2 separate regions of the Capsicum annuum genome follow, and region 1 is linked to region 2. A link is a contact called in public Hi-C data. All regions are on one chromosome and are shown on one strand. The core of a region is the stretch at or near the end of the contact, and the rest is flanking DNA. Distances in the headings are between cores, read along the strand shown.

Region 1 (4,981 bases), core at 2,407-4,906, 160 kb before region 2:
GTACGGTCAGGAACCCGTGCGTTCAAACCTATGATATAGGACATCATAGCGCAAAGAAGAGTATGTGGTCAGTACTTTGAATGTACTAGTACTCTAGGTGAGGTTAGGCTAATATACATGGGTTCACGTGTATAGAATGACAACTGACTAAATATCACAAAGTAACCGTATTAGAGTACATGCAAAACTGAAACTAAGGAACAATACTGAACATGCAAGACCAAGCATATATCATGTATCTGAAATAGTATGAAAATGAAGTACTGATTCTAATAACTGATTAACTAATAACTGCTAGCTATGGTCAAGCAAAATTGAACTGAGTTATGTACTGAATACTGAAACTGAGACTGTGGAAGCTATCATCTAAGCGACATGCCCCAATATAGACTGATTGGGGTCCAACTGTAACCCCAGTTGGAAGGGTGTTAGTACCCTTCCACAGATTACTAACACTGGTTGGGTCAACCCTAATCTGGTAGAAAGACTTATAATATATATATATATATATATATATATATATATATATATATATGTATGTCAACCCTAATATGGCAGGAAGACACGTCAACCTACGCTGGCTACGTAGTTCTGTAACTCAAGGACTACTATTAAGGATCGTACCCTAACCTGGACGGAATTCCCCCATCCTTGAGTTCGCTCAGTGCTGAATCCTATTCCCAACTGAAGTGACACTGATCACTAGACTGGGCTAAGCTTGACTGAACTCACACTGACCATGTTAACTAACCGAGTATTACTGCTCATGATATGACTGGGACCCTTTGGTAACTATTGAAAACTAAGTAAACAACTAAATTTTGGGTATCATAACCCCCAGGACTCGATATCATTGACAAAAGGACCATACCATAACTTTAAAAGCATAACAAATAGATCACAGTGCAAAATTCATTCACTTAGACATTTTGTCAAACACTTGGGAGGCATGATCTTGTATACGAGAATCATCAACATGTTAGTGTATCATGACTACAACAATCAACTCATAATTCAAGGGTTTGACATGAGATTTACACCACTCAATATACACATTAGTTTACTTTACATGAAACTCCTATTTTCTTAACTTGAAACTCAAATAACAACACATACATGGACATAAATTAATATAAATCATGTGAAACTCATAATTTGAATTTAAAAGAGGTTCTTAGACTCCAAGAGTGGAAGGGACCCGAGGATGAACACCTAACATACCTTAGTAATTGAATTCGTGAGAGTTGTTGGTGATTGCTTGAACTTGATGAACTTAGGTTTTTGTTCTTGAGAGAATTTGTGAAAGATGAGTGAATTTTGCCTTTTCTAATCCTTGATTTCGTGTTTTTGGCTGAATAAAAGTGGGAAAAATGACTTAACTACCCCTCTAGACTCAGAATTAATTACATAAAATGCGTCCAGTGACGCTACGAATGATGCACCGCATCGATCAACCCGATGCGATGGACGACTCATCGCGTCACGAGTGCCGACGCGATGACCAACGCAATATGACTTGATTGCATTGGCTTACTATTTTGATCATCCAAACATCCCTCAAACATTGTTCGGAAAATTCAAAACTCACCTGAGATGACCTATGGGTGACCCTGATCATGAATCAACTTGGAAATCGACATTCTAAGACCGGAAAGGTAGAAATAAAATTCATCGGAGTTTAGGTTCCAAAATAAGACTAAGTCACTAACACTTAGCTAAATTTTCTAAGAATTGGACCCTCTTGGCATGTAATATAAGATTGAAATGGACTAGGATCTTATGGGATCTTACAGTTGGAGACATCTATATTAGCATGAAATTATTGTGGTAATTATTTCAGTTTTTTTAGTTTTGTATCTAAATTATTGAAAGTTGTAAGTTTTCTATTGGTGAAATAGTCTACTGGACCCTTGTACTTGTTTGAATTTATAAAGTGAACATCTCTTCTTAGCTTTTTGTCATTTTAACTTCTCAACTCAATAAATTTAATATTTTAAACCCCTCTGATCGTTCACCAAACTTATGTGACATTAAGGTGATTGAGTTGAACACGACATGTAACTACATGTACGTGGAAGCAATTGAGCATTCATTTTAAATTAAAATGATTTCAAAAAAATTAAAAAGAAAAAAAAACTCCTCTCCCCCAAACCTTTTTTCTTTTCAATTTTTTAAACCCATACAACCCCTCTCTCCTCCCTAACCCCCCTCCCCCAACCCCCTCTTCTCTTTAATTTTTTACTTTCTTCTTTTTTGTGCCGTCACCCCCACCCCAAACCCATTCTCTCTCCAATTATTTTTCTTTCTTCTTTATCATGCCCACCCCATCTGCACCACTTCACTCCACTATTTTTTTTTATTCAGCCCCCACCTTCACCGCACTCAAAAAAATATATAATTTATCTTTCTTCTTCGAAAAAAACAAATTTCCTTCAACTTACTTTTTTTTTTTTGTGCAAATCACTTTCTCAATTCAAATTTTTCAATTTTTTTTAAGATTAACATTTTAACTTGAATTGAAAGTGAGTGATGGTGGAAATTCAAAAATTAATGAACTAAGGAGCCGTTTGGTAGAGTGTATAAAATAATGTTAAATAAAGTGTATTAGTAATGCTTGCATTATTAATTCAAGTATTAGAATGTTGGTATTAGTTATGCAGACATTATTTTTCATACAGTTGTTTGGTTTGATGTATTAAAGATAAAATATATTTTACATAATTTTTATAAAAAATGTTGTTACCAAAATACCCTTTCTTGTACACTCTGTTTTCAAGGAATAGAAGAAAATACAATCAACATTAACAAGTAGCACCAAGAGTACCCTGAAGGAGATGCTGCATTTTTTTCTGGTTTTAAATTTTTTTCTTCTGATCTAAAAATGGACAACTCTTTCTTTTTTATTTTGCCTGCCTGGTGTAGACTATGTCGTAAAGAAGAAAAGAATGGGGATATGCTATGGTCATGGAAAAGTACATACAACAAGAGAGATGGCAGTGTTTTTAAAAATGGTGGAAAGGAATTGGGGAATGAGATAATGATGGAAAAAGAAAGTGGAAAAATATTTTGAGGGGTAATAATGTCATTTAATAAATTAATGCATGTGCTTAGAGTTATTGTATTACTAATACATAGAGAATGATTTGTATTACTACCACACACCTTAATACATAATAGAGTATATCAAACAAGGTACTAGCAATACATATTAATTAATGCATGTTTTAGTTTTTTCAATACACTCTACCAAACGATCCCTTCATGAATAAGTTTGGAAAAGCTTGAAGTTCAAATTTAAAGGACAATAAATGACTTTTTGTGGATTTGTCAAAGACACTCAAAATTGAAAATTAAAAATTTATTGTGTTTGTATATTTGAATTTATAGTTGAAAATTTAAATTAATTGAAGAGTAATTTCAACTATTTAGAATAAATTTGATGATCAATTTGTAAGCAAACATCAAGAACATGATTATTGAAATTTTTCTACCATTTATAAAAGTTGTTTATTTAATTAAATTTATTTTAATATTTAATTTCTTATGTGGCACTTAATTATAACGTGGAATTTAACTCAATATTTGAAAATAACGTAAAATTAACGTGACTAAGGAAGATCTTGCCTCCTGCATCACAATTAATTAATACAATAACCCTCAACTTATATTTTTTGTCTTTTAAATAAAAAATCAACTCCATAATATGTATTGACTGGCCCAAAATTATGTTGTTCAAATTATTAAAGAGAGAATTAAGAAGAAAAAAAAAAACTAAATCAGCGTAGTCATGTTGAACGAGCTATTGATTTCGCAAGAAAATCAGATGCCGCCATTCCCAAAAGCTCTTCTCAATTATCTATATTTTGGTCATTTCCTATCCAGATGGAGTGCCAGGTTCACTCTTATGCAGTCTATTTTTAATTTATTTTTCCAGTTTTAATGCAAAGATTTTGATTTGTGAATTGTGCTTGGTGTGCTAGAGCAGTAAAGCTAGTATTCAATTATCAAATGTCTCCAGATTATTCACTGTTATGCAAATTCGGTGTTCTTTGCCTCCTTTCTTTTGTTGTTTCTAGGCATTTTAAGTTTTCTTTTTTCTTGTTTTTATGAATTTCCAGTTATATTAGGAGTTATTAAGCTCTAAATTCTATTTAAAAAAGGTTGATTTAGGAATATTTTCACAAATAGCCCGTTGGATTAATTGTTTACTTTATCAAACTGTATACATGAATTAACATTAGTTATGCGCAGTTATAACAGTATACATCTAGTTGCTATTTTTAGTTGAAGCGGTTGGGTAAGCAGCTATTTAGATTAATTAGGTTTTATTTTTGTGCTGTCATTGGAAAACAATTTCTTGAACTGATCTTTTAGCAAAAAGACCATCTAGAGCAATTTTCACCATGACTTCTTACAATTGAGAAATTCAGGTACACTTTAATTTCCTCACATTTGAGTAAATTTGCACTTAAACCTTCATGTCTATGACCATTTTGTGTAAACTCAACGGAACTAATATTTAATTTGAAGCAAAACTCTTTCTCTGGATGAACACATTGGAAAATTAACCTTTAGGCTTCTCTATATTTGTCTGCCTATTCATTTCGACACATTGTAGTGTTGAAATGGACATTGTGGTTTTCCGCTTCCTGTGAATTAGTAATAATGCAGAATAACATGAACATGTTGGAGGGTGTGTGAAGCAGTAACAAAATTGTGCAATTTAGTCCGGCATTAATGACTTTCTTGGTGTTCGGATTAGGGAGTTAGAGAGTAACACTATAAAATTGAGTATAGTGTAAGATTCATGTCATTATGCTATTATATGACCATCGTCGTTGTTTAATTCAATCATAGGAACATAGTATTTTCTGAATATTTTCCTAATTGTAGGATGTGGGAATTCTCTGTTGGTCTGTACATGATCAACGTTTGGTCAGATTCTTTACTTCTAACGGCTGCTTATGGGGTGGTGGAGTCT
Region 2 (4,525 bases), core at 279-2,778:
ATTTTAAATATGTTAATCATATTTAAATTAATTAATTATTTAATTAAAATTTATTTAAATTAGGTAAGAATTTTAAATTTGATAATTTAATTAATTTAAATAAATTAATTAGTTAAGAATTTTAATTAATTAATTGTTTTACTAATTTAAATTTAAAATTTAAATTAATTAATTAAATTAATTTTAATATTTAATTAGTTTTAATGTAATATTTTTTTTTTAAATCATTATTCAAATTTATCAAATTTTAAAAGCATGATTATTCAAATTTTTCTATAATTTATAATTTTTTCTTATTTAATTAAATTAATTTTAATATTTAATTTGTTATGTAGTATTTTAAAAATGACTTGAAATTTAATGTAATACTTTTTTTTTAAATGACATGGTAGATGACGTGGCATGCATGACAGATGACATAACACATGTGGCATCTGATGTGGCAACTGACATGGAAGAGTGTGTTACACTTTCCAAAAAAGTATTTAAAATATAATTTTTTTGTGAGTTCAGAGATCCAGATGAGAAATATATAAGTAGAAGTATCTAATTTTACAAAACTAACATAATACGGGGATCTAATAAAGTATTTTGTCATAAAGTGGAATAAAATAATAAGCCCTTTGTGAAGATGAAAGGTTATGTTTTTGGTTATTGTGTGGGACATAAAAATGAGAAAAGAAAGATCGTACCGTCCGTCTTGCACTTGAATATGTCCTTCCTCACATATTTCCTCCACCGAATGAAATTAGTGCCCTTTTATGGGACCCAAATAATGAAGAAGAAAATGACATACCTAATATGCCTTCGTCAATCCTCCCATCCTTTTTCCTGTCCTTTCCCCGTACGGCATTGGCTCCTACCTCTTTTTACCCTTCTACCCTTTTCTATATTCTGACTAATACTAATATCCACTACTTTCCTGTTCTCTTTTTAAGCATTTTTAGCCAACCAAATGTTAGAAAAATCATATTATTATTAGTGTCTAATTAAAATACTGTCTTAAAAAATTTTGAAATGTTTAATTACAATATTTAAACATGATTTAATTTAAGTGTCTGAATAAAATCTTTTTCTTCTGATTTAGCCACAGAAAATTGAATGCAAGTGAGAAATATTATTACCAACAAGTTTGGATTGTTTGAAAAACAATACATTTGATTATAGTGTTGCAACACACATAATCTAATAGTAAATATTTGTTTAATTACATAATATATGGTGAAAAATATATATCAAATATTTATATCATAACTATTAGATATATAAAATTTATATATAAACTATCACTAATTATTTATCAAAATGGGATAGAGAGAGTAACTCCATATTATGGATGAATTCTCCAAACAAACTAAGAGGTACATAGGTCTTTCAAGCAAAAATAAAAAATGAAAAAATTGGGTGGTTGTGTCTTTCAAGAAAATGTAAAAATTATGAAGGACAATAAAGTAATTAAAATATTCTTCTCATCTTCTTCCTCACTCCGTTTGTTCTCTATTAGCTGTTGCTTCTTAATTTTCCCAGACTTCTTTATATCATCAAATTCACATGAACACTACAATATTACATCTCCACCTCCCAATCTTCCTCTAAAAATTTCCACTTAAAAATTTCTTTTTATCCAAATCTAACCCATAATTTGCTTGCAAGAACCATAAAGGTCCAATCTTGGCAAACAATGAAGAAGCAAAAGCAAATTTCACAATCCAATTACAACCCATTTGATTTTCTATCCGAAGAAATTGTCTTTTCAATTCTTGATTATCTTAGTGACAACCAATTTGACAAAAAATCATTCTCACTTGTTTGTAAATCATTTTTTGCTATTGAATCCTACCATAGGAAAACCTTGAAACCATTTAGGCCAGAACACTTAACAAAGATTCTTAACAGATACCCACAAATTACCAATCTTGATCTTTCCCTTTGTCCAAGAATTACAGATGGAACACTAACAGTTATAGCTAGTTTATGTAAAGAAATGTTGAGGTCAATTAATCTTTCAAAGTCTAAGTTTTTTACCCATGTGGGATTGTCTAATTTAGTGATGAATTGTGGGAATTTGGTTGAGATTGATTTGTCAAATGCTACTGAGTTGAAGGATGTGGGTGCTGCTGCATTAGCTGAGGCAAGGAATTTGGAGAGGTTGTGGTTGGTGAGGTGTAAGTCTATAACTGATATTGGACTTGGGTGTATTGCTGTTGGATGTAGAAAGTTGAGGTTGATTAGTTTGAGATGGTGTTTGGGTGTTGGTGATCTTGGTGTTGGTTTGATTGCTGTTAAGTGTAAGGAGATTCGTAGTTTGGATCTTTCTTATCTGCCGGTAATGGAGCTTTTCTTCCCTTGGAGTTTTGTATATTCCGTTCTTTTACTATTTGCTATTGTTGTTTCTTGTACTTACGTTGCTATCTACTATTTTTGTTATTATTTTTTTGTTTCTTGTACTTCCGTTACTTATTTTTCGTGATTGCTATGGACTATTGGTTCTCGAGCTGAGGGTCTAGTGGAAATAGCCTCTCTATCTCTGAGGTAGGGATAAGGTGGGCGTAGACTCTACTTTCCCCATACCCCACTTTGTGGAACTATACTGGGTATGTTGATGTTGTTGTTCTTTTGTGTTGTATATTCTTTTGGATTGTGAGTTTGTTAGGGAACCTGAGGTTGCTATCTGCTTCTGTTCCTTTTCAAGTCTATAACACTGTTTATGTTTTTTCAGTGTAAAATTATTCGTCTAATACAGTTCATTTGTGCATGTTTAGCCCATATGTGAGTTAATTGGTCGGTGTTCAGTTGATAATAATCTTCAGGTTAAATGATTTGCTTGGTGAATTAGATATGTGTGTTCATGTTGTGTATCAGTAATCGCCACACGTGATGTGTGATTCTTCTTGAGTACTGCTATTTGATTTCTCATTGCCATTCTCTGCCAAGTTAGTTAGCCTATTGATGGCTTATCAGATTGACTTTTCTTTCACGAAACCCTGTTTGTGCCAGTATAAGTGAATGAGATCTCTATCTTCATAGTTACCAAAATGGTCTTGGACTCGGTTTATTTGAATTCTGATGTATTATGAATGCTTAATATGTATTTTGTGTCATAAAATAAATTTAGCATAGTGAACAAAATTTATGCAGCTTTGGGAGTGTTAACCAATGAGTTAGTAGGTACCTAGTGGATTAGTCAATGTGTGCACTGAGCTGGCCATGAAACCATCATTATAAATAAAATGCTAAGTCATATATAAATTTCTTACTGATATCCTTAATGTAGTCTATGAGAATTGTTACATCCATGTCGGAGTGTGTGCTGACAAGGGATCAAGATAAGGTGTGGCAGGCTTTTTGGTTTGCAAGTTTCTGAATAAGGGGTGCACATGACACCTTAGGCAAATTCACGTCAGAATGGAAAAGAGAAACTTCATGAGGATATTCTGGGCAAAATTATTTTTTATTCTCTATCCTTGGGGTGGGGGTGGGGGACTTCATGAGTTTGCATATGTCTCAGGTTCAAATCTAGATGATTCCTTCCCATCTGTATAAGCTTTGGTAGGCAAACTTACCCGGTAAGATTGCTGGTGGGAGGTAGCAATTACCTGATGGGTATGCGGAAGCTGGCCAGGGAACCAACAACAACAACAAACCCAGTGTATTCCCACAAAGCTGGCCAGGGAACCAACGTAATAAAAAGGAAAAAGACAAGGGCTGACATCTCACCAATGGCTTGAGCTCAATGCTGATTTTTTTGAAATTGAACAGAAGATGAAATTTCATAGAAAATGTATTTAAGATTATTGAACATTTGCTAATATTCTTAGGTTGTCTTCGTTAAGTTTATCCCGTGCATTGTGCTTTTTCTATTTGGGAGATACACAAGTACCGGAAAAATGGCTGCTTATGCACTTTACACATCTCTTGCAGTTGGCATGCTTTTGGCCTTGAGTTTGTCGAAAAGAAAACTTAGTGCAGATTTCAGCTATTGAATCCTAATGAACACCTCTGCTCTACATTCCGGTGTATCTTCAGATGAATAAATGAATGTTCTCTTATTATACTCATCCTGGATGACTTTAAAGTTATTGGAGGTTTTATGCTGTAGAGCATCTATCCATATTCTCTCGATATCTGCACACCTCGTAAGGATAGTGTGAGACCTAGCAAAATTTCTTCGTGCTTTTTTGCACCTTGGTTATTTGTCTAATGTGTAGGTCTCAGTTACATCTGGTGACCATCACGGCATGCTCCTTTTTTTGTCACTTAGTATGGGAAGTTCTTGTTCATGTGCTTTCGAAGTCCTTTCTCGACTTATATATTTACCAAGACGTGGATATAGCTTAGATGGAGGGACATAGACAGTGAAGATTCATATAGCGAACCTCAACTTGCTTGAGATTAAGGCGTGGTAGTAGCTGTTGGTCCTGCAGTTTACCACAACTTTGGTTCCGAACTTTAATTCCAGATGCACCAAATTTCCAGTGACTGGCTGTTTTTATGAAGTTGTTATATGTAGTCTGTTTCCATTATC

What was found. A called contact is a pair of places that touch in the nucleus more often than the background predicts.
Region 1: a Hi-C map of placenta shows a contact between it and region 2, with 2.4 times the contacts expected there. The contact joins the promoter of LOC107845957 here to the promoter of LOC107845953 in region 2. A contact is called at or near these places in 2 of 5 Hi-C or Micro-C datasets (leaf and placenta).

Annotation. Positions count from the first base shown.
Region 1 is chr10:152,277,352-152,282,332 of UCD10Xv1.1, reverse strand. LOC107845957 (solute carrier family 40 member 2) reads left to right here and starts at 3,656. Exons shown (of 8, transcript XM_016690471.2): 1 at 3,656-3,894; 2 at 4,894-4,981. The coding sequence starts at 3,788.
Region 2 is chr10:152,115,632-152,120,156 of UCD10Xv1.1, reverse strand. It overlaps LOC107845953 (F-box/LRR-repeat protein 3), which reads left to right and starts at 1,528. Exons shown (of 8, transcript XM_016690466.2): 1 at 1,528-2,326. The coding sequence starts at 1,682.